Regions from separate parts of the Danio rerio genome. Here region 2 is linked to region 1. The links are chromatin contacts, called in public Micro-C maps. All regions are on one chromosome and are shown on one strand. The core of a region is the stretch at or near the end of the contact, and the rest is flanking DNA. Distances in the headings are between cores, read along the strand shown.

Region 1 (4,715 bases), core at 1,012-3,511:
GTAAATATTACTTCATTAATTGCATGTAATATTTTCAGACTAAACTAATAAAAAGCAAAGACTTCAGTGCTCAAAGACTGTGCTGTACTTCTGTACAGAACATAAGGTCTAAATGCCCAGCAGCAAAACTATAAAACTCAGATGGTTGAGCAAAGGCTTGTTGGCAGATGCATTGACCCAGTGAAAATCCAAGCAGATAACCATGGCAAATGGGAGGCATTTTGGCTATGCAAAAAGTTCAGCTCAAGCAACAGGCCAGTGAAGTGATCTGAATGAGCAGAGTATAGCCCTTCTGAAAGCATTAGAAAAAGACTGATGCCCGATGGGAGTAAGGCAGGTCAGAGGGGAGGATGGGCAACCGCTGCGACACACAGGGGTGAAAGGGTCTTTTCTCAAAAATGATATGCTCAGCTTGAGGACTTGATGCCAGGCTTTGAACTGACAAAAGCTAAAAAGAACAGAGAGCAGCCACACTGGCGCTCTGTCAAAGTTTTTCATTTACACTTACTCAAACACAGATGCACATGCGTCTCTAATCACACATATTTGATCTTCAACCCCCAGGGTTTGCATAGTAATGAAAACACTGATGCATTTCAGTGGGCTTTTAAAAAGATTTCTCTGCACAGTGAAGCAGAAAAGATAAACACTGTTATGCTCATTCTTAATATGTCATTTCTGAAGCACTGACTGAGAAGATTAAACAAAATATCAGCTTACAATTGGCCTGGCATAAAAAATACAACTGCAAGCGTGCTGTGTTTTGCTAAAGAGCCATCAGGAGAAAGAGTTTGTTTAGGCTTGTTTATTTTCATTCCAAATCAACCCGCTGTTTTTGACCCCGGAACACGGTTAACGCCTGACCTTAATATCATTAAAGGAAATATGAGAAGAGACACAGCTGCTCTTAATGCATCCTGTGATCTAGAGTGCTGCAAGATTCCCCAATCTCCTCTGAAACATACATATTTTACAGCTTTCCACTTTGACATCATTAAGGAGACAGAGAGGGCAGCGTAAACCTCTGACCTGACTTACCAGGTGCAATTGAAAAAAATCAGGTGCCATAAAAAGTGATGGTCCATTACAGACGGCCCCAAGCACCACAATCACGTCCCCTAGCCTTGTTGTAAAACTGCTGCATTTACACAGCTCAAACACAGCGGCCCCTCACCTGATCTCACAGCCCCAGGCTGCGAGCACACTTGCCCGCACAAAGAGTTAGCTGTGCGGACACACCGACTCTCCATTCAGTCCCTCCTTCCCCCTCTCTCCCTGTCTCTTTCACTTGAAGTCTCTAAGTTTCCTTGAAACTCAGTATTGTCTCAGTCCAAAGTGTTTTGCAAGCATAGAAGGAAAATATCAGCCATGGTAAAAGCATTCATTCACTTCATTGTAAGTGTAATTGTGAAAAAGGAACAAAAGCATGGGGGGTAAAACAAATCCCTTGTTTGGATACTGGATGGAAACTAGATACCAGGATGAATTATAGAAATGTAAATCAATTATTTTACATTAACTTTCAGATTTGTGTTCACTGGAAAGAAATAATCATATATATGTGTGTGTCTAAAATAAAATAATTTAAGTTGCCTGTCTTAACATTTACTGAGGAGTTTTAACAGCAACGAAAACTGCTCATCATTAAAATTTTGTCCCAGATTTACAAACATTTCACAAAACAATATAAAACTCAAGCATAACAACCTCATTATTTACATTAGTTGATTTACATGATTTTTTTTTTCAAAACAAACCAAAAAGAGTTATTCTACCTAACCATATTCAAGGTTCTACTGGTAAAATACACTTAATATCTGCATTATGTAAGCTTAAAAAGTATTTGTTTATGTTTCATGAAGTAATATTATTGGACAATGGTATTTAAAGGGACGAATACGCGGGATGGCACACTGATAATCCACACATCTCCAGCTGAGAGATTCAGGCTCGGTTAATTTGTTTTTAAATGTGCCTTTTTAAAAGTATAGAATCAAAGCAAGTTGGTTTTGGGATCTAATTTAAATCTGATATCTTCTAAACATCTTACAGAAGTATAATCATACAGTATATGGTCCGATACGAGCGCAAAACAGCTGCATTTTAAAACAAAATCTCTCACACAAATAAACACAAACGAACAAAACGATAAAATGAACTTACGATGTGGTTTGGTGCTCCTAGACGTTTAATCAAGCCTTTGGTAATGAGATTCCGATGCCTGGAGAAAATGTCAAAGTCTTGTAGATATCCGTACGAGAGAGAGGATGGCGTGATTGTCCCTCTGCGCTCTGACTGCACTTGCTCATATAGTGCTGAGAGTTACGCCTCCCGAGGCAGATCGGAAAAGTGAATCACTCAAGTTTCTGTCCAACAACAATGTGAATGGCGGACGTGCGACACATCGGATTTCCACTCCCATTTTAAATAGCAATCCACACAAAAAAATCTGTTGGAATAACAGAATAAGCTTTTGTGTTTTTGTTTTCACACGAGAGTTGTTTAGAAAAATCAAAGCAGCATATCCATGCGAAAGTTTCATTGAGGACTTGTAAAATCCTTACACAAGGCTGAATGTACACATATTAGCATTATTTATTACCTATTTAAATGAAGCATATACATATGAATGTTTGTTTGTACATATGTATATAGGCTACATGTATGTTTGCTCTATTTAATCTATAGTTTTTGTTGGGTGACATTTTGAATTAGCCATTAGGCTATATCGTTACTATAACAAAAAAACATTTTGCATTGCTAACATATTAAAATTCACTTTTTAGGCTAGGTTATTAGGCAGAAATTGACATTGTCATTTGAATGTACCAGTTAATGTTTTATTATAATGTTATTATCATTATTTACAGTGCTCAGCATAATTGAGTACACCCTATGTTTATTATTTATTCATTTTCTTTCTGCTTAGTGCCTTTATTAATCAGTGATCACCACCTATAGAGCATGTCTTTGGACTGTGGGGGAAAACGGAGCAACCGGAGGAAACCGACAATAACACATAGAGAACATGCAAACTCTATACAGAAATGCCAACTGATCCAGCAGATGCTCGAAAAAGCAACCTTCATGTTTTGTCTTGCTGTGAGGCGATAGCCACAGTGTAACCGCGCTACCAATATTTCTTCATGATGCTAGAAAAAGAGATTCAATGTATTGGGAATGTAAAGGGATTTCTAAGCAATTAAAACAGTTAATATATGCTCCTCCCTTGACATTTTTCCATAAAAAACGTTTGTATATATGCATTTCCTGTAGTAAAGGTGCATTTAATAACTCTTCTTAATAACTAAAATTGGACAAATATGTGCAATATATTTAAATGTAATTTGATAATTATGTGCCTTCTCTGTTTTATCTTTATTTATTTATTGTTTTTATTTTTCTCATTTAATCTTCATTTGTTAAGGAATGTGAAGTGATTTTGTTGTATATTAAAACCACATGCTGGTTCTTGTTAATAAAGCAAAAAAATAAAAAAATAAAAATTTAAATTCGCCGCCCACACCCCATTTTAAAAATTAATATTTGTATCCATTTCTCAGTGAATAGGCAATGTGTTTTGGTGCATTTAAACAAAACAGATTAATTAAACAGATATTTTTATTAAAATAATATTTTAGTTACCAAACAAATTGAAAGATCAAACAATTAATTCAAGCAAAATATTGCAAAAGAAATTACAACCTACAAAATGTTTAAGTTTTTTTGTTTTTTCTTTTCTTTTGATTTTTTCTCTTTTTAAAACTTGTATTTAAAATTTTTCGATAACATAAATCTGGGTACACTAGTTTTTGGACCATTATCGTAAGTTATTTTGTTAGATAAGCTCCAGATTTGGATTAAGTACTAAGTAATCTATATTGTACTGTATATGCACGAATAAAAATACAAATATGAATTTAAAAGATAGATTTGTGAGGAGTGTACTTCTATATGATGAGCACTGTAGCTAGTTTGTTAATGGATAATAATAAATTAAAATATTTAAATTATTATGATAATTGTTAGAATTACTTACACTCTATCAAATGGATTAATTGTTTATTTTAGTTCATGCTTCAAGGTAAAGTATTTTAGAAAATGTGGCTTGCAACATGTTGTAAGTTGTAACAGGTGAATTTTGTTTTGTTGTTACTTTTTTCCTGTCCCACAACTGTTTCATTCTTTTTGCATCCTCTTGGCAATTCCTCAAAGACTTCCAGGCAGCATGCTAAATTTATGCTCGAGGAAGCTCACCTGTTCCGAATCTTCAGCTGGCCTCTGTTTAGCTTTATATGTTCTGGCTAACAGCCAGTACCTAGGCTATTGTATGTGACTCAAGCAAAGCGGAAATTTAAATGAAACGTACTTAAGGATATCAATGCAATCTTGATGAGAGTTAAGCACTATAGAATGATGCATTTGATTGTAGAAGCATAAACACTAATAGTGCATTGATCCAACTGCAAAACATGATTTGGCTTCCTCTGGCAATGTGAGGATACTGATGGAAATGAGATAAGCCTTATGAATGCAACAGTAACCACAACATTACATGGAAAGTTTTAAGCCTTTACCACAATTATTTTTTGATTGTGTAATTTGGACAGAGATGGATCAGGGTGCTCATTCATGTAAACAAATTAAATTAGCCTGAACACCTGTCTGAACAATACACCCCAACAACCCACCTCTGAGATGGACAAATACACATT
Region 2 (5,498 bases), core at 146-2,645, 81 kb after region 1:
ACTTTTTAAAATTAAAACAAATATAAATATGTATGTATACTGCTAATAATAATAATAATAACATTATAATAAAAAATGCAAATTGTCATGGATAAAGTAAAAAAAAAACCGAGATGAAGGCATGAAGTAGTATTTTTTTTTTATATATTTATGTAGTAAATAATAATTTTGTAACATTTTAATCCTTTAGTATTTTTCATATGTAAAGATATGTGTGCATTGCTTTACATTCTGTGTGTATTGAGCGTTTGAACCTGCATAGGTGCTCTGCCCTAGACTTTAGAGCAGGTTTTATTTGGTCAATGGTGAGTTCTTTTTCAATTTCTCAAAAGAGAAGGCACCAACAATGCGCAATGCGCCTTAACACAACTCTTTTTTAGACCAGCATACCCATGAGTCCACAAAGTAGTGTAAATGTATTTGCTATGTAAAAAAATGCGGTGCGAAACATGAAAATTAGGGTTGCGCTGGTCTGAAAATTAGCAACAAATCGTGCCAAACATGTCTTGCGCCGTATTGCACTGGGTGTATGATAGGGCCCAATAACTTAATAATGTCATAGTCATGTATAAAAATTGATTCATGGCATGTCATGTTAATATTATAAAGGTTTCATGACAGTCTTATTGTCTGTAGTGTATGTGTGTGAATGTGTATGGGTGTTTACCAGTGATGGATTGCAGCTGAAAGGGCATCGTCTAAGTAAAACAAATGTTTTTAAAAAAGTTAGTTTTTTAAATCAGTATAGTTGACATTTATAAGCTGTCAATTGATGCACACTTCTGTTATTAAACCTTTTTTTTTGTACTGTCAGAAGATTATACAGTATATACTGAAACAGATATGCTTTATATTAAAAGAAGAAATATACATCTTTTACAGTCTGACACTAATCTAAGCACACTTTGATTAGAGTTAAGACTTATTCCATTCTTATTTAATACAGTCCAGAAACAAAAACATAATATCCAAACTGTTTTATGACACATACTTTACCACCCCTGTCATTCCTGATTCAGAATTACTTTCTTACGTGATTGTTATCATAACTAAAAACACATTTTCTTTGCTTCAGAAAAAGAAGAAAGGGCGGAAGACTGGAAAGAAGAAGAAAAAGAAAGAGAAAGACCTCACAGCTGACAGGTTTGTACAACTAAACCAGTGGAAAATACAAAGTCTGTTTCACAAGAATATATAATACCATAGTTCAATCATTGCTAAAATAAATTTGACCTTTGCCACTGTGACCGAGAGATGTAAATCACGTGTTAAGACACCGGAACACTGTGGGATTTCGGCAATAGAGGGATTGTGCTTCTGGAAAGTGCTCGAGTGTTATTGTGAATGTCAGAGTTTGGAGCTCACAGGGTGACTGGCGGACATCCATGTGGAACGCAAGAATTCATGGCTGGCTTTGAACACTGTGATGTAATGGAGGGTTGCGTCAGATACGCTGCATGACTGATCAGTTTGCAATGCTCTTTCTGTTTTTCTCTCTATTAAACTGTCTCTATTTTTTGTCTTCCCTATATAGGACCATAGAATCTCTATATGAGGAACTTGTCCTGGAAGGCATCATAATCAGGCCAATGAATGTCAAGCTGTCAGATTACATAGGTAAAAAACAAACACTTTTACTACTGAGACAAGTCACTAGTATCCCCTTTAAAAGTGTCAGTGAGTGAACTCTGCTTTAATACTTGAACTAAGCATTTTATATTTGTGTTTTTTCAGATGTATCACAGTTATATTTTTGTTTAAATGGTGTACATATTTGACAGCACTTTAAAAAAATCTGTATAATTTAAAATAAAAAATCTGCTTAAACAATGTTAATAATAATCAATCCAGGCTCATTCTAAAAACGTACCGCTATATACATATCTGGAGAGTGCCAAATACGTTCCAGAAGCTACGTTTTTTGCAGTTTTTATTTCCGTGAATCCACTAGAGGCCACTGTGTACACTTTGTCAGATCTCCTCGCATAAATCCACCAGAGGCTGCTGTCGACTGAATGACAGAGCGATCGATTGACCCACCCTCCTTTCCTAATCCCAATTATTAGTGTTTTCAAAAGCACCGATTGACCCAAACCACCCGCTTCCAAAAAACCCAGCCAACGTTTTTAAAAAGCAGTCCAGAAAAGAAAGCCCTCGCCTGATTTTTACCACGTTTTCATGCTTTACCACATTCTCACCTTCTTATTTGCTTGTTTATTTTTTGGCTTCTGTTTTTGTCGTACCTGCTTTGGAATCGTTCTTCCCCAGACTCAAACCCTGTCGTTGTGATCAACACCTCTCTGCATCTCAAGTCTGCCAACGTACATGGCAAGCTAACTAGACAAACTGTTAATAGCGGGAAAACTGTCCATACGGAGGTAAGCCCCGTAGCATTCGTTTTAAAGATGAACTTCAGCCATACGTTCTTCTGCCTACATAAATTGTGATCTCCAGAAATGTTTATAGGGCTACGTTTTCCGAATAAGCCTATGTTGTTTGTAATACACTGACAAAAGCTCTTCTAAAGAGACTTTACAACGAGAAAAGAAACCTATTATTATGTAGAAGGTTCTCTGTGTGATTTATACAACAACTAAATACCATTATTGTAGCACACATGGCACTAAAGTAATGCAATAAAACATTAGTTATCAACATTAGATGTAATATAAAACTCTACTGAACATGACTGATGAAAAAAAAACTAAAAATTACCATGGTAATGTCAACTAAAGAACATAAGTGATGTGTCATAAACAAGTTCACTGTGCGTAGCTTTGCTACAGTACATTCAGAAACCATAGTACCGTACCATATTTGGTACTACTATTTTTGTAGTAAAAGTATGGTAATAAACAGATAGTAATCAATATGACAAAAAAACTTAACTATGCTGCACTAGAATTGTAAAATATGCTTGTTTCAACAAAGGCTCATTCTGAAAATGTTGCTCTATTTATATGTTTCTGAAGATCGCGAATTATGTATGCAGAAGTATATATGGCTGCATTTAATTTTTAAAATGAATGCTACGGGCAGTAAGACGTCGTTCCTTTTCGCGCTTACCAGCTGACCGCTTACCTCCATATGGACGGTTTTCTTGCTGTTACCAGTTTGTCCAGCTAGCTTGGCATGTACGTCGGCGGGTTAACATACTATTGATTGGGTTTAGGTAAGGAGGAGGGTGGGTCAGTCGATTGGTCAGTCAGTCAGTCATTCAGTCAGTCTAATAGTCAGTCAACAGTGGCGTCTGTAGGATTTATGTGAAGAGAGCAAACGTGAATAGCACTTGTAAAAGAAATTAATAAGCTCAAAAATAGTACACAGCGGCCTCTGGTCGATTTGAGAAAACACAAACTGCAAAAAAAACGTTGGGACGTATTTCGCGAGAGCAGTTGTGAATAGCACTTGTAAAAGAAATTAATAAGCTCAAAAATAGTACACAGCAGCCTCTGGTTGATTTGAGAACAAACAAACTCCAAAAAAAAAACGTAGCTCCTGGGACGTATTTGGCAGTCCCCAGAAATGTGTATGGAGGTATGTTTTCAGAATGAGCCTGGGTTGGTTTGTTCATGTGTTTTTAGTACTGCTTACCATTTGTACAGCCAAAGTTTTACAACAAATCTATATTTTTACTTTTTTCACATTTTAATAATTTTGTATTTTTACAGAAGTCTAGCATTTGTTGAAATAGTAGTAGAATTGGCCAAAACGTACAGTCCACTCTGCCAGCAGTACCAGATAATACTTGATCTTACTTTGGCAGTGGACATTGAAGGCCCCTTCACAATCATTCTCTCTCTCAGTTTCTTGGCAGGGTGTAATGCCACATTGAAAACAGAGACTCTTGTCCCAGTTCAATTGCTGGGGTCACAATTTTGGCCTCCAAACTGCATCTGAAGTCATTTGTTTACTAAACATTTCAGGGTTCCAGCTGATCATTCTTGGAATTAATTTGTACAGCTTAATCTGATAAAGTCCAGTCTCAGAGCTGTAGTCTTGATTTCAATATGTAAGGCTAAAACATACTTTGCTTTTTTATGTAGCTTATGCTCACATTTGTACACAAAGCATATCAAAATTTAAACATAACAGACATAACATAGCAGAGGATGCCTTACCAAATTCAAGACCTCTGTCTCTACAGCCTACATTTTTGGGAATTGAAAAAAAAACATTGCTCCGAGTCATGTCATTGCACATTTCAGATAAAAAAATATAAGAGGGCACTGTCTAAATTTAAACGAATCTAACAGATGTTACTTAGTGTATGTTTTGCTGTATATTTAAGATACGCATCCTTCTTGTACACATCATCACATAGCAAACCACCCACCTAAATCATTCCCTAAACTCAGGCAGTAGTGTTTTCAAGCAAACGCTACAGAAAAGTGCACTGTGACCACATAGTTTTACCTTGATTTTGCGTTGCTTTTATGTCTGTTGTGGAATCATGCATCATGTGATTTGAACCTGAGCACTCAATATTCAGTATATACAAAGTGAGCTACTGAGCAAACTACTCACATCCGTAAAGTTGTGCATTTAGAGATAAATAGATGAGGCAAATGCATTTGATTATTAATCATAGAAACTGTTATGTTGTTATGTTGTTTATTTAGTGTTGTACAAATAACTGCACAAAAAAACATATTAATCATCAATAATGTCCCCATAAACATCATTAAAATGAAAAGGAACCTAAGGTGTTGGTGTAATACTGCCCCGAAGCATACATTTGAACTGAAAACCGCAGTCAAATGTATGTTGAAGTACGTTTTGCCTTTTTTATGAAAATGTAGGCTGAAGCACATATTGTAAATTGAGCCTGTGTTGCAAGTGGACTATAGTTAATAAAACAAAAAAGCAGAATAAGATGTCATTAATTGAGCCAAGATGTATTAATCAATTACTCTCACTAAGCATAAGCTCCTATTGTTTTTGGCATCTTCAGTAGTTTGCTATTCTTGTTCCACCTCCCCCAGATCTGGCCGCTGTAACCACCATATGGATAAGCAAATTGAGTTTAAAAACAATAAGCGTAAGCTCCTCAAACAATGCATATGCAGTTACAAAACCAGTAGTGTGATTTCACCAAGCAGGACATTTAGGCTTACAGTTAGGATTGGCAAAATTATACCAACGCATCAGGTGTGATTTTGTTAAGTAGGATGCGGGCTATGTAGAATTAGCATTTATGTTGACCTTGGAATCAGCATGATCATTTCTGTTCAAAAATGTAATTCATACCTAATCTGTACTGCTAAACCGATCCCTAACCCTACATAATTCCCAAAATTAGAGGGAGATTTATAGTTGGATAACATTGATATAGCCTTAACTTATACTGTACACTTATCTTCTAAATGCGACTGGCTGATTGGACAACTTTAATGTTGATCCAGGTACAAACCCTACTCTAACTGACAAAAGTCTTGGCGTCGATCCCAGTTGTAAGAGCAAAAAATAATAACTTGACTTCTTGTTGATCATTTGGG

Evidence for each region. Hi-C and Micro-C count contacts between places; a contact is called where the count stands out from the background.
Region 2: a contact with region 1 is called in a Micro-C map of caudal fin, with 1.6 times the contacts expected there. The contact joins the enhancer-like site here to the promoter of ackr3b in region 1. A contact is called at or near these places in 2 of 18 Hi-C or Micro-C datasets (caudal fin and an unstated tissue).

Annotation. Positions count from the first base shown.
Region 1 is chr6:16,724,764-16,729,478 of GRCz12tu, forward strand. It overlaps ackr3b (atypical chemokine receptor 3b), which reads right to left and starts at 2,262. Exons shown (of 2, transcript NM_001083832.1): 1 at 2,164-2,262.
Region 2 is chr6:16,806,421-16,811,918 of GRCz12tu, forward strand. drc11 (dynein regulatory complex subunit 11) reads left to right here. Exons shown (of 18, transcript NM_001098731.2): 12 at 1,076-1,143; 13 at 1,535-1,617. Among named protein-coding and RNA genes, the nearest start is that of pimr197, 60 kb to the right of the region's middle. Within about 2 kb of position 1,396, at least 14 of the 62 cell types and tissues checked have an H3K27ac peak or open chromatin away from gene starts, as enhancers often do. A contact at or near this core is called in caudal fin, where this site is marked.